3 separate regions of the Mus musculus genome follow, and regions 2 and 3 are each linked to region 1. A link is a contact called in public ChIA-PET data. All regions are on one chromosome and are shown on one strand. The core of a region is the stretch at or near the end of the contact, and the rest is flanking DNA. Distances in the headings are between cores, read along the strand shown.

Region 1 (4,524 bases), core at 1,584-4,083:
GGAAAAGATCTAGCTGCAGAGAGTGACAAGGTGTGGGGTGAAAAGCTGCTCAGAAGAATGTACGGAGTCCAAGGGCACACGATGGCAGAACACGCATTCCTGGTGCAAACGTGCAGTAAAACGTGCATCTCACCTAGCCAGGGCACTGGAGTTCCACCACAATCCACCAAGGGAAGAGGGAAAAAAGGAAGTAAGACGACTTTCCAACTGTGCTTTCTCAGTGAGAGGACTGTCCACCCAGAGGCATTGGCTCGCACAACAGAACAAGGATACGGGGTTCGAAGGCAGGTCAACCCAAGTCCTTCTGGCCTCCATCACCTTGAGAGCCACGTCTTGGGGTCTTGGGCTGGCTCTGCATGCAGCCATTAGCTGCCATGGCAAGCATTCTGCTGTGTAAACCCTGAGATGGCTCCAGTTTTCATAGCAACTTGGAGAATTCGGAGGCTGGGGACCTGCTGCTACCCAGCCACTCCCAAGACCCTAAGCTGCCACCTAGGGAAGTAGGGGGCCTCTGTGTGTTCCCAAGAGCATCCTTTAAAGATGAGGCCTCCCTCCTTCACCGCCCTTCCCCAGGCCCGACAAGGCGCCAGCCACTCACCTGGTCCTTCTTGCTCTTGTGTGAGGAGGCCACATGTGCCAGGTACTGGATGACTTTCTTGGTGTTCTCTGTCTTCCCTGCTCCAGACTCCCCCCTGCCAACAGAGGGAAGGAGCCCTCACTGAGAGGTGACTGCATCCTCACCGTCCACCCCACACAGCAGCACTGTCTACCGCTCTGCCCTTCCGTGGGTACCCATGAGGGAGCCAACATGAAGAGAAAGGAACAACAGACCGAATGTGATACTCGGGAATCTTCTCTCAGTCTGCTTCCCATGGCCCACCAGAGCCAAACAAAAGCCAAGTGACTCATATCCACTGCCCACCCTGGTCACTTGGCAACCTCCAGACCCAACTGTTTAGCCGTCAAGGAGGCAGCGGTTGACCTGGGAGCCAAAGACACTTATATGTGCTCCCTTGAAACATCTCTGGGAGGCAATTTCTGCTCCATGAACTCCCACCTCCTTAGTAAGACGGAAAGTAGCCATATCAGACCAAATCAGAGTCAGAAGGCATGCTGGGGTCTGGGAAAGCCTACTGGTGGCTCGTGCTGGAGCCTGCGTTCCTCCTCTGCTGTCACACCCACCCACCCACACTTCAGTACTTGAGGAGGGCTGACAAAGGCCTTGGTTGTGACACAAAGCTCCCTGAGAGCACCAGGCATAGCTCTGAGTCCTGTCTCAGGGAGGGGAGGGGCCTGAACTAGGAGTGAGCTTATCAACCTGCTTTTGACAGAATAAGAGCAGGGGTGAATGTGCTCAAACCCAGCACCACAAACAAAATCATCAGAGCAATAAACACCACCACTACACGCACGCGCACACACACGCACACGCGCACACACATGCACGCGCACACACACGCGGGTGCGCATGCACACACATACACACACCCACACGTACGCGCGCACACACACATACACACATGGGTACACTCGCACACGCACACTCGTGCACACACACATACACACACATGCGTACACTCACGCACGCACATGCACACACACACACACTCCCTCCCTCTCCCTCTCACAAACACTTACGTGCACAGGATGGACTGATCTTCCCGGTCTGCAACAAAGAGGACACCAGGTTACCTTGGATAAGAAGGAAAACACCTCTCCCTTCCCATCCCAAGAGTTGCCAAGATAAGGAACAAAAGACTTAAATGCTTCTCTGAAAGGACCCTCCCAGGCCTCCAACCTGGGCTGACTGTGGACAGCCTCAGATGAGGGACACCTACAATGGCAGAGCCCCAGGCAGCTGCCTGCCCCCAGCTCTGGCTGCACACCCCTGCCCTGCCCACTCCATCCCGTGAATATCAGGAAAAAATGTCCATGGCAGGCACCTGCAACACTGACCACATTTACGCAAGGAATACTGTTTAAGGGGCCAGAAATCAGAGCAGGCAGCATGGCAGGCCTAGCTTGCAATGGGACAGTCCCAGTGTGGGCCACTGCCTCGCAGAGTCTAAGACCAGAGATGGTGGCCTTCTCTGAGCCCCATGCACTTCTCTGTGTTGTGAGGCAGCACGTGTAAAGGGACACATGTGAATCCACATACATGGTGCTTGGCTCATGTAAGGCACGGTGATGACAGGACAGAGGGAGCCACGGAGGAATGGCAGCTTCCGGCATGCACCTGGGACAGCCTGCTCTCTGCACCAGTGGCGGGGACTTCCAACAGCCACCCTAGCTTCACAAATCCAGCAAGAAGAAATAGGAATGTTCTCCTTTGCATGGAGGGACAACCACAGTTCCCTGCACTCTGAAAGCTAAGCTAAGATGGTCAAGCTCCAGGAAATACGCCAACCTCAAACCGTACAGTTAATTAAAGCAGTTGGACCCAGCCCCCGGCAGTTTGGCAACATCAGAACCGCAGTGAGGTACCTGATGGTGACGCTTCACAGCACAGCATACACTGGCTATCCACCCTACTTCATGATTATTTTGATAAATATAACACACAAAACAAACCTGGTGCTGACCCTGTGAGTACAGTAAACTAGGAGGCCACTGTCATCTCGATGACAGAGCAGCCGTGACCCAAGGAGGAGATGAGGGAGCAGGAGAACCGGTCAGGGGCACTGGTGGCCACTGGCCATCATGCTGGCACTCCTGCTCTCTCACAGGCTCAGGACCCCATGTGACAAGGGTGAATGACTCATAGCTTTCTGTGTGCATGGCCTTGGGACATAGACTTAGTCGTCCAATGGCAGACTGACCGGGCAGATCACCCGCCCTCCTGTAGGTGAGCTTTCTAGCCGGCCCAATCTCAGCAGCACACAGTGCTGAGGACACACAGCCATCCCTATTCTATCAGGACTCATGCAGGAAGCAGGAACAGGAAGCCTTACTTCCCACACAGGCAGCAGCTGCCTCTGCCCCCAGCTGCAGCCTTCATTCTAATCTCCCAAGAAATAGCCACCAAGCCAGGCACTTGGGAGCCGCAGCAGAACCATTTGCTGTGGACTAAGGCCAGGCAGGGTGAACCATAAAGCTGACAAACCAAAACCAAAAAAAAAAACAAGAAAAAAGGAAACCATCTTGGAATGGGAGCCCCATCATCCCACTCACACCAATACCACCCCACCTCCCTGAGAACTACTCAGACAGAAGTCGAGAAGGGGGCACTCAACCTTCCTTCCCCTCACCCTGTCCCCCCACTCCCCAAAATGCATTCTTCAAGGCTGCCAGACAAGGACTGAGCCAGAGTGGAGCAGAGCCTGGGTGAGATGGCAGGAGGGGCTGGGGCCAGGCTAGAGGAGAGCTGGTTCCACCCCTTCTTCCCCAACAGCAGTGTGGCCCGCGAAGCTGAAGCAAGCATCTCTGTCATCCCAGGCCCTGCCCTCCCCCAGCAGCTCCCTGTGGTCGGCCCCAGCTGTGGCTGCAGGCGGGCATGTTTAGTCACCGCTCCGGAGCAGGCAAGAATGTACCTGCCTGTGCTGGCGAGGCACGAGCAGAAAGTGCCTGGTGCTACCATAAAAGGAAACATTCTCCATTCCTTTCAGAAGGCACTGTTTCCCAGGGCTGTCCAGGCCCAGGCCCTGGATGACTGGAATTCCTTTACGTGAGGAGGAGTCAGAGAATTATTCACTACTGAACAGGAAGCAGGGTAGCCAACCCACACGGACACACATGCACAAAAGCAGAGACATGTAGGCAGACGCACAGAGTGTGTGCCCTGGTGCACAAGAATATGTGCACAGACATCAAGCAGGAACTCAGTGCACAAAGCAGCACCTACACAGACTCCTGTGTGTAAATAGATCCACAGCATGCTATATACTTATGTACACACACATACAGGCCTGCATGTGCTCCAAAAGCTTAAAGCTCGGAGCCAGACTCATGAGACCTCTGCCTACCTAGGACCCTTAGCTCTGCCCCTTGACCTGACCTCTCCGCTGCCATTGCAGCCCAAACACAGGCTCGGAGGAATCCCAACCTGCTTCCTCAGACCCTGCTGAGCCACTGCTTTCAGAGATGCCCTACCAAGAGGCCTCCTCCTCCACCTGAGTAAGGCCCCCAACACTGAGCACGGAGAAGCCACCTGCTTAGAGTGACTCACACAGCCTCTAAAGCCTCAAGAGCCTTCCAACACTTTCTGGAAGTTGCAGTCTGACACCTGACCTCCTGGGTGGCCAAAGGACACCCTCAGCACTCAGGAAAGGCGGGTGACTCTTTCACAGCACTATGTTTGAAATCTGCTCCTGAGCTCAGGGCATCCCTTACAGATAAGGAAGTCCCAGCAAGTGGTAGGCCTAAGCCAGCTCATTCTGCTGCCTGCCATCCTATGTGTTCAGTTAGGGACATGGACACACACATGGGGACAAACACACACACATATACAAACACGCACATGCGTGCGCACCCAGCACTCAATAACCTTGCCTCACACTGTCATCTCTGTGGCTGAGTACACTCACA
Region 2 (4,705 bases), core at 1,264-3,763, 650 kb after region 1:
TGAAAAGGAATTGTTTTTCAAGCACCCAGAGTTCCAACAGCCCAGCTGCTCGTCAAAGAAAAGATCGCCACCAGGGGGCGCGCGGGGCAAGCCTGGGTCTTGTCGTCACCCTTTCCCCGCCTCCCGCCCTTTTTCAAGCCAAGGAAATGTGGGTTCCTGGTGGATAAAAAAGATGGATTCCTGGATTGTTATCCTCAGAGGACAGGCCCAGAAAGTGGGCAGGGCATCTGGAAAATGTGATTTAAAAAAAAAAGAAGAAGTTATTTACTTTAAAGAATGCATTTTAAAGAAATCGCAGTACTTTCCCTTTATGCATGGGAGGCATTCCTAGACTCCCGTGGACACCAGAAATCCCACGCAGTGGCGAACACTACCTGTGCTATGCTCTGCCTGTACACATCTCTCTTTGTAAATCGGGCTCTAAAGAGAGCGGTAGCTAATGAAACAGATTCACTTCTGGAATTTTCCACTTAAGTATTTTCCGATCACAGATTACCGTGAGAAACTGAGAGGGAACTGATGAAATATACATTTCTGAACTAATCAGATTTAACTCCTGACACAGGCACTTAACCCGCAAGAGCAAGGGTTAGTCTGACAAGGAAAGTTAAAAGCCCGGAGACGGGAGGGAGAGCCAGAGCCTAGCCGCCCTTGACAAATGAGATCACCACTAGGGGGAGCCCTGGAGCAAGCCAGTCCCTTTCAAGCTAAGAGGAACCCGATTGTTCCTTGAGGACGTTGTTATAAATATATAAATTTGTGTTATGGTTATGATAATCTTATACCTATCATGCATTGCTATCCCAGGGAAGGGTCCCAAGAAGCAGGCAGGGAAGCTGGGAGCATCCCAGAACAAATGTAAGATTCAGGCATTCGGAGCCCTGTTCCCAGGTGCGGCCCTCTGAGTTTCTGGCCCCTCTGGTCCTCCCGTCCACCTAGCCCTCTCACCTCAGCAGCTAAGTGCTGGAGTCAGAAGGAACCGGGGCACCATATGGATTGCCTTGCTACCCCACCCCACCCCACCCTGTGAGTTTAGCAGGGGGATCTTTCTCCTAGGCCTGTCAATCCGGCATATCAGCATCTTCCCACAGAGGAGCTGGAGAGATGCTGGGTGGATAGGCAGAAGCATGGATAAGAGAAAGGAGTGGGAGGGGTCAGGCCTCACTGTGAACATGGCTCTTTCTATGGACAAGCTGAAGGACAGAGGGCAGAAAGACAGCACTGAGGGAGGGACAGTGGCCTGCTCTGTGGTGGACAGGACATTTTGCAGAGCCGGGCTCCATATAACTTTGCCACCAGACGAGTTAGTTCTGTGACCTCGGCAAACTTCAGGCCTCCGTAAGTGTGGTGGCCGAACTATAGTCAGGAGAAAGCCATCCCCTGACCCCACCTCCTTGCAGATATTTCAGAGAACCTGGAAGAATGGTTTGGGGGACCTGATACAGAGTGGCTGCAAGTGGCACTAGTCACAGGGCCTTGGGGAAGCAGAAAGACCACTTAGAGTCAGGCTTACAGGGGCCTCTGGAGCCTGTCGTTCTGCCTTATCTCATGGCTGGAAGTTAGCAGAAAGGGTCAGGCAGGTCACAGGAGAGTGACATCACATGAGAGGAAATGAGGGCAGGTTCCTGGAAGGGGGGAAGCCAGTGCTGCGGTATCGCCCAGTGAGGAGGTTCTGTGAAACCCAGCATCCAGCAGCTAGATCTTACAAGGACAAGACCCGCGTCCCCACCCCCACCACCTGCAGGCCACTGAAGGGCAAGCGGACCCTGTGGGGACAGCAGAACAACAGAACAGCAGGATGGCAGGCAGAACCAGGAGAAAACAAAATGGACAGACAAGATAGGGACCAAGGGTGCCCAGCTAGTAGAAGAGTCCCTTGTCTCTAGACTGGCACTGGGGACAGGGGTTCAGCCATCTTTTCCCTGTACTCCTCAATTGCTGGACCAAAGGACCTGGTCTCCCTCTCCCTTCCTCCATCTCTCAGGCCCCTGCTACCCACACAGCAGATTTTCCAGGACACATTCTTCAGAGAATTTCCCAGCAATGACGTTATCTTTATCAGCCCACAATAACCAGAGACCAGGCCCCAGGCCTCTGTTGTATATTTCCCATCATGCCTTGCCCTCCCCAGGGCATTCACTGTATGGAGCAAGGAGTTAACTCTCCACTGGGGACCCTGTATCCCAGGGGAAGGGCTGAGATGAGGTGCAACTTTCCCAGCTGCTTTCAGAGGAACTGGTGAGAGCCACAGAGATGCCCTGATCTCCCATCGGCTGGGAATGGCTCTACTGAGAGATGAGAGCCTTCCTGAGGAGACACCATACAATTAAGTGTACAACTGAGTGCTCTTTTCCTCTCTCTCTCTCTCTCTCTCTCTCTCTCTCTCTCACACACACACACACACACACACACACACACACACACACACACACACACACACACACACACGGCTGGGCAATCATGCCCTGGGGGCCGGCCAGCTGCCTGAGCTCAGTGATGACGTCACAAGCCACAGGGACTTTTAGCAAATGACTCAGCCTCTGGGCCTCAGGCTTCCCACAAGCTGTGAGGCTCGTTCAACTGTGAGTCCCTGGAATTCATACTTGAAACCAAAATTCACACTTGGATTCTCCAATGTCTTAGGCTAGTGGCGTTTGGAGGAAGGGCATTCAGGGAAGTGATTGGGTCAGGAAGGGGCTGTACCTGGTGAATGCATTCATCTAGCAGATAAAGGAAGCACTGGTGGGTGGCCTCAAGCCCCCACCCCTACCCTGCACCATCAGGCAAGCCCCTTCGGCCCTGCCTCATCTCCTGACACCCTCTGTCCCACTATGACTCAGCAGAAAGCCAGAGTCTTATGCTGCTTTCTTAGACTTCCAGCCTTCGCCACCAGGAGCTGCACAAACCTCTATTCTTTATAAACTTCCCTGCCTTGGCAATTTTGTTACAGCCGCAGAAAGCAGGTTAAGGACAGGATCTGAGTCCGCCTCCCTTGCTCGACTGTGGGGAGCACATAATCGCTTTCCACACCTGTGTGGCACCGAGTAAGAGCCATTTAGCGATTGTGGTTGGTACCGTCTCCACCCACCATCTTATTTAGTCTCCAGTGGAAGGCGTCTCGTTCCAGGCCCTTTGCTTTGTTTGTTTCTGTGTAATAGAACACACTCTTGTTTGGGACAGCAGGTCTGTGGAGGGGAAGCAATGACTTCTGGGAGTCAGTCCCCTCCTTCCACCATGTTGGTTCCAGGGACTGAACTCAGGTCCTCAAACTTGCCGGCAAGCCTCTTAACCCACTCAGCCATCTTGCATGTCCATGGCTTCCTTCCTTTCTTTCTTTCTTTCTTTCTTTCTTTCTTTCTTTCTTTCTTTCTTTCTTTCTTTCTTTCTTTCTTTCTTTCTTATTGGGGGCTACCAGGTGGAGCCCAGAAATCATGCTATGTTAGGTGAGCACTTCGTCCTCAGAGTCCATCCCAGTCTCAGCACACTCAGATAAGTTCCAGAGGCTGGGAGAGGTAAGTCTTGCCCAAGAAGGAACCAGGGGAGCCAGGCTTTGAGCCCCAGTCTAACTGCCTGTGACTGACAACCACTGGGAGGAGCCTTACTGTGACCCATCTGAGTTACCCCGGTGAAGCTAGTGTTTCTGTTGTGCAGAAACTGAGCTCTGGGGCCCCACAACACTTGGCACAGGATCAACCTAGACTAATGGGCCTTAGGCACAGGCTGCAAGAGAGTGCTAGGCCCAAGGCTATTCCCTCTCCCTCTGGCCTCTCAGAGATAGTGACAACACTCAGGGAGGGGTCATGGCTGAAAACACAGCACCTTCATTCAGAAAACTCCAGTCATGGGCTCTGGTGCCGAAACCAGAAGCCAGTAAGCAGCTCCCGGAGTGGGCTGGTGGCTGAGGGAGCCACATGAAGAAGGGCACACAAGACAGCGCCCTTCCCCATGCAGACCTTCTGACCCCTAGGCATATCAGGCTTATGTCACACAGTAGCCTGTTGCTACGACAGCACGGACTCACATCACATCTCGGACAGTTTACCTCCTTTTTGTCACTGTCCCCAACATATTGGAAAAATCCAGCTTTGTCACTCCTTGCCACCCTCTATCTAGAATAAGATCAACTAATGGGCAAATGGGGCTTAGCGGTATCCTCAGTTGCTGGCCCAAGAGGACTGTCCATCTTCATCCTTCTGGCTAGCCCCCAACACACACACACACACACACACACGTCACTTCACAGCTCCCTCTGCCCCCTGCAAGCTCCCAAGAGGACGTTCTTAGCTAGACACCTCCTTGCCAGGAGGCCAAGCGAACAGGCAGGACACTGCAGGGAACACAAATACACAGGGTAACCCTGAGAGCTACTGTCCCCATGGAAGTCAACGGCAGCAAAGACAATGGCGTCCTCGGACTGTAGGGGAGTGGAAGAAAGGCCATGTGCTCTCAAGTGCCCTGTGCCCTGTCCCCATCGTTGGTAGAGCCATGTGGTTACAGAAGTCAAGGCAGCTCCACCATTTACCCTGACTGGGACGGACAGGATGGTGAAATGCGTGCTGGAGCCTGCTGGGTATCTGGGGAAAGGCTGGTCAGGACAGGAGGGACAGTCAGGACAGGATGGATAGTCAGGAGAGACTTTGCTGTCTTCAGCCTCCGCTCACCACCCTCTGCTACCCCCCAGGCCCAGCATGGGTAGGAGCATGAG
Region 3 (4,834 bases), core at 2,124-4,623, 760 kb after region 1:
AAGCTCCTTCCCTACCAGTCCTCGGTGTGGTTCGACATCTGGAACTAGGGACCCACAGGCGATTTCTGCCTCCAAAGAGGTCGGGAAAGGCACGAAGAGGGCAAATCTACGATATCGGCTTCCAGGCCTTTGGGTTAAAGGCACGATGCTTTTGCTGGGATTTCGGGAGGCTTCCAGTGCTCTTCCAACAGGGTGCGCTCCACTGGGAATAACTGCCTTTGTGCCTGCATTACCAGGACAGCAGCGGCTAGTCGGACCGTAGGCGCCATCTGCAGTGTGGCTTAAACCTGTGTGTGCTGTCTGCATTTCTGCTGCTGTTCCTCCTTCCAACCCACCTTCACGTTACCAGCCCGCCGCCTCCGCCATTGCTGCGGCCCAGAACCCACCTTCGGAATTACTTCTTGAATTAATAAATGGCTAAGCCACAAGCTTGGGCTTGTTCCCCGACTAACTCGTAACTCAATTAACTGTTTATTCTATTTCATGAGTGCCACACGGCTGGCTACCTCTTCTCAGTTTCATAAATCTGTCTCCTCCGAGTTCAGGCAAATATCCTCCCACAGCAGACTCTATCCCAGAATCCTCTCTTCCTGCCAAGACTCCCACCTCCTACTTCCTGTCTAAGCTAATAGGCCAGTAGCTTTTTATTGACAGGTGATGCTCCCACCCAGTGCACGAAAGAGTCTCTCTACACCCTGTTCAACCCAAAAGAATAAGAGTGTTTACTGTGTGGTGTTATATACTTTTGAGTTTGTCAATTTGCCTGGACTCTCAGTTTCAGTTTGAACTTTTGATCAATATTAAAATTGTTGAGACGTTTGGAGAAAACCTCAGTGCAGTCCGGGGTATGAACAGGGCAGCCGTGTTGAGTAGACTGGTCGTCTTCTGCAACCGTCTTTATTTGGAGATTAAGTGTGATCTAAGGAAATGCATTAGGTGTCAAACTGACATGGGCTGGGACTGCAAAGGTGAATCTCAATTATCAAGTTGATTGAATTGAGAGACACCTAGGAAATTCATAAAGAACAGCCTGAGTGTGATCATTTCCAGAAACGACTAGATAATGGAGCCTCTGAGTTAACCACTGATTTAACCCCCCGAGAGTCTAATTTCAGACAGACTGTTGGGAAGTGGAACTGCGGAACGTACGGCGCAGGTCACTCAGACCGTGGTTCGGAAGGGTAAACCTTGGTCCTGGCTCTTTGTTCTTTATCCGTTTGCTGGCAGATTACAGAGATGAGCAAGCTCTGCTCCACCATGTCCTTCCTACATGGTGTTCCAGCCTCGCTACTGGCCTAAAAGGGAAGAATTGACCAACCACCAACCAAAGCCTTGGAAACAAGCCAAAGCAAATCTTTCTTCCCTTAAATGCTATATCTTGGCTAACTTGTCCCTGTGGAGGGATTACCAAGTAAGATCGAATTCACATCTTCCAAACCCAGTGTGGCTCTTCACCCTGGCTTTCTTGAAGCAGGCTCAGAAGGTTAACTGCTCCTCAAGCAGGCTCTTCAGTGTCCTAAGCCATCACTGTCATCGACAGCCTACAGTGTCCAGATCCAGACACCCACCCCCCAGTTCCAGGAGATGGGCTTTCTCTGTGTCGTTTTGATCTGCACCCCTCCCCGATCCTTCCCTCTTCCCATCATGCCCTGAGGTCTAGCCTTCACCGCCCTCTGCTCTATAGTTCAACTACCAGGATTTGAGGTCATAGCTGTCTCACAGTTTCTCTGCACACAGATTTTTTTCTGTTTCTTCTGTCCTCGGTTCGTGGCCACCTTTCCACAGGGCCAGGGTATAAGGACTTAGGGTATATGTACCATCCCATGGTATACCAACCCTGGATGCACTGACCCTCAGACCAGAGCTCTTCCTTTCTGTACAGAAGATTCTGATGTGTGGAACAAATCACAAGGGCAAAGGTATCCACGTGTCTGTCTCTCCTGACCTCCGAGCCCCTGGTGAGAAAAGACTGGGCCTCATCCTTCTCTGTGTGTGCAGTCTTAGCACAGAGGAGTGGGGACACAGGAAGTGAATAGAAGCCAGTGTTCTTCTATGCCTTGTGGCCTTTTGCCTTCCTGGGGGTCCTCTCATGGCATCTAGCTCTGCCTCGCCATCTGCAGGACCCTTTATTGTGTCCTTTACTGACATCCCATGAAGCCTGTGTAGAGGCAGGTGGGGGTGGGGAGACAGAGCAAAGCCGCAGACATCAAGGTTCTCCAGACTCAGAGCCTGCAGAGGAGCTGTGCTGCTCCCCCTCATGATCCGGGATGGCTGGGCTCATCCAGGCCGCTCTCCTCACTCACATTAGTAGTAGATGGGGCAGTCAGAGGGGACTCAGCTGATGTGGCACACACAAGATGGATCACGGGCATGGCTACACCTTGGTGGGCAGTAGAAACCTGCTTCAGCAGGATGGCAGATTATGGGCATGGCTGGTTCTCTCTCTCTCTCTCTCTCTCTCTCTCTCTCTCTCTCTCTCTCTCTCTCTTATATATTCTTTTATCCATTCCCTCATTTGTGTCAATCACTCAGGAGGCAGAGGTAAGCAGATCTCTGCAAGTTCAAGGCCACCCTGATCTACAGAGCAAGTTCCAGAAGAGCCAGGCCTATAAAAAAGAAACCTTGATCTTGAAAGCAAAACAAAACAAAACAAATGACATTATAGCTCTGGATGAGAACCTGAATCAGGGACTGAGTGGCTATGTTGACAGAGCACATGGGACTGAAAGCACAGGGGACAGCTACACAGAGGGACCACTTCCCTGTTCTCTGCTGACATGGGGACCTCCTATATAGCCTGTGAGCTCCTGAGGGCACGGTGCAGCCCCCAGACTCCATGACAGTCTGTCAGATGAGTCCCGGCTCCAGCGAACAGCAGATCTTAGGATGACACTTGGGGTGGCACAGTCTGTGACACACGATCCTACTGAGACTTCCCGGTGCATTTGGAGCGGGGACTGAGAGAGGGAAAGCAGGAGGCATCCTGGGAAAGACGTCACTGCTGACCAGAGGAAAGGGCCAAGGCTCAGCTCAGGAGGGGCAGTGCAGTTGGGGGCTTGAATTAGGGGACCCTAGGATGACAGTCATCCAGGCTTGACTTGTGAGTGTGGACGTGAGATGGTGGGGCTAAGAGGTCCCTGCTTCGGAAGAAGGAGCAGGAAGCAGCTAGCTGGAGGCTGAGAGCTTTGGAAGAGATGGAGGTCTGGTCCAGCAGGTGCTTACCTCACTCCTGGGCCATGATGCCATGGACAAGAGGGCTGAGCATAGAGTAGAGAGCCCCGGCCCCTCCCAGGCCACACACTGTGTGCTCTGGTACCAGGTGAATGCTGTGGAGCAAGCCTCACTTCTGAGCCTACCCAGCAAGCACTTCCTCCTGTTTCAAAACCATCTCACAGCTTGTCATTCGCTGCTCAGGAGGCCTCTGATCCTCAGCCGCTCAGGGTCTAGGGCCTCAGGTACTAACAGGGAACATCGGTGGGAAGTCTGGCCAAGTGTGCTAAAAACGAGTAACTGGGTCCTCCAGCATTCATTCTGGAAGCAAGGCTGATGCAGGCTAACAGCACCGGCCCGGTTTATCTTTCTGTCTCTGTCTGAAGCCGTTGGCTTCTGCTGTTGATGCTGTAGGCTGCAAGCTCACCAGGTGACAGTGGCTGCTCTGGACATCCCATCAGTTTTCAGAGCAAGAGACCACTTTTGTTATCTTTCTTCCAAGAAACAGCATCTCTGACTGACTTTCCTTGTGTGGATGTGGTTGGTGAAAACAGTGTGACCTCGGAGCCCCAAAGGCTGAGAAAACACGTATATTTACTTTAAAGGTTTAGTTTTGTTTTTAATGGGGTGTGTGTGTGTGCCCACAGAAGCCAAAAGAGGGTGTCAGATCCTCCTCCAGGGAGGTGGAATTAGGAACAAAACTTGGTTGCTCTAACAGCAACAAGCACACACACTTAAACAGCCTTTCCTCTCACTGAAAACAAGTATTTCATCAATGCTGAGCACACTGCTGTCCTGCCCTAAACTGGGATTCTGTAGGCAAGGAGAGAGGAATGGGGGAGGGGCAGGAGGGGTGGGAGAGGATAGGGATGGGTGGGAGGGATGGGAGAGGATAGGAGGGAGTGGGAGGGATGGAAGGGGTGGGAGAGGGAGAGAGGAGTGGGAGGGGTAGCAACCGTAAGAGAAGGTAGGGAGGTTGGAAGAGAGAAGGAGGGGTGAGACAAGCAGAAGGGGCAGGGCGGGGAGGGGCAGGAGGGGTCAGGCTGCTTTGTCCATCAGAGCACTGACCCCTAGGCTTTCCAGGCCCTGTTTCCTCCTCTGCAATGGCTAGCAGCACCCCAAGTGACCAAATGCAGGACTGAGGTTACATGTGCGGTGAGGGGGTGGAACAGGTATTTCATGTCATTACTCTTGGGGTAAGGCAAAGACCCCAGGGCAGCTGGGGCGGGGAGCTGAACACCCACAGCAGGAGCCCACCCAGCACACAGGGGAGTTTAAGGCACACAGGGACAGGGCCTGGGTGGGTGGGCAACAGAAGGAGAAGAAAGGTCACTAGTGGTGGTGGGGAGTCCGGTCAGGGTTTTCTCGGTTCTTGGCCTCTTAGTCAAGGAACCGAAATAAAATTCCACACAAATTGCAAAAGTATCGGGGACTTTATTCAGATTAAAGTGAAAGCTGAGATCTGGGTGAAATAAGCTGTCAGGGTGACAGTGGGCTGGCTGTGTGCTCCACAACTCACACAGAGGCTCAAGGTAACAGGCCGGGGTTTGCCTCCTACAGAAGGGGGCGGGGGAGGAGGAGGGGGAGGTTTAGCTACTTAGAGGCTTAGTTTGAGAGGTTCTGG

What was found. ChIA-PET counts read pairs in DNA pulled down with a chosen protein or histone mark.
Region 2: an RNA polymerase II ChIA-PET map of memory CD8 T cells shows a contact between it and region 1, with 17 read pairs. The contact joins two enhancer-like sites. A contact is called at or near these places in 3 of 115 datasets of contacts at active chromatin or transcription factors (extraembryonic endoderm stem cells, memory CD8 T cells and pancreatic cancer cells).
Region 3: an RNA polymerase II ChIA-PET map of memory CD8 T cells shows a contact between it and region 1, with 247 read pairs. The contact joins two enhancer-like sites. A contact is called at or near these places in 1 of 484 Hi-C or Micro-C datasets (effector CD8 T cells) and 1 of 115 datasets of contacts at active chromatin or transcription factors (memory CD8 T cells).

Annotation. Positions count from the first base shown.
Region 1 is chr15:77,795,363-77,799,886 of GRCm38.p6, forward strand. Myh9 (myosin, heavy polypeptide 9, non-muscle) reads right to left here. Exons shown (of 41, transcript NM_022410.3): 4 at 1,639-1,666; 5 at 599-692. Among named protein-coding and RNA genes, the nearest start is that of Apol8, 42 kb to the left of the region's middle. RefSeq lists an enhancer at 2,398-4,524. Within about 2 kb of position 2,834, at least 315 of the 459 cell types and tissues checked have an H3K27ac peak or open chromatin away from gene starts, as enhancers often do. A contact at or near this core is called in memory CD8 T cells and pancreatic cancer cells, where this site is marked.
Region 2 is chr15:78,447,743-78,452,447 of GRCm38.p6, forward strand. All of the region lies in intron 10 of Tmprss6 (transmembrane serine protease 6), which reads right to left. Among named protein-coding and RNA genes, the nearest start is that of Tmprss6, 19 kb to the right of the region's middle. Within about 2 kb of position 2,514, at least 218 of the 459 cell types and tissues checked have an H3K27ac peak or open chromatin away from gene starts, as enhancers often do. A contact at or near this core is called in memory CD8 T cells and pancreatic cancer cells, where this site is marked.
Region 3 is chr15:78,554,543-78,559,376 of GRCm38.p6, forward strand. It overlaps Rac2 (Rac family small GTPase 2), which reads right to left. Exons shown (of 7, transcript NM_009008.3): 7 at 4,627-4,834. It also overlaps the pseudogene Gm6723. Among named protein-coding and RNA genes, the nearest start is that of Sstr3, 13 kb to the left of the region's middle. Within about 2 kb of position 3,374, at least 21 of the 459 cell types and tissues checked have an H3K27ac peak or open chromatin away from gene starts, as enhancers often do. A contact at or near this core is called in memory CD8 T cells, where this site is marked.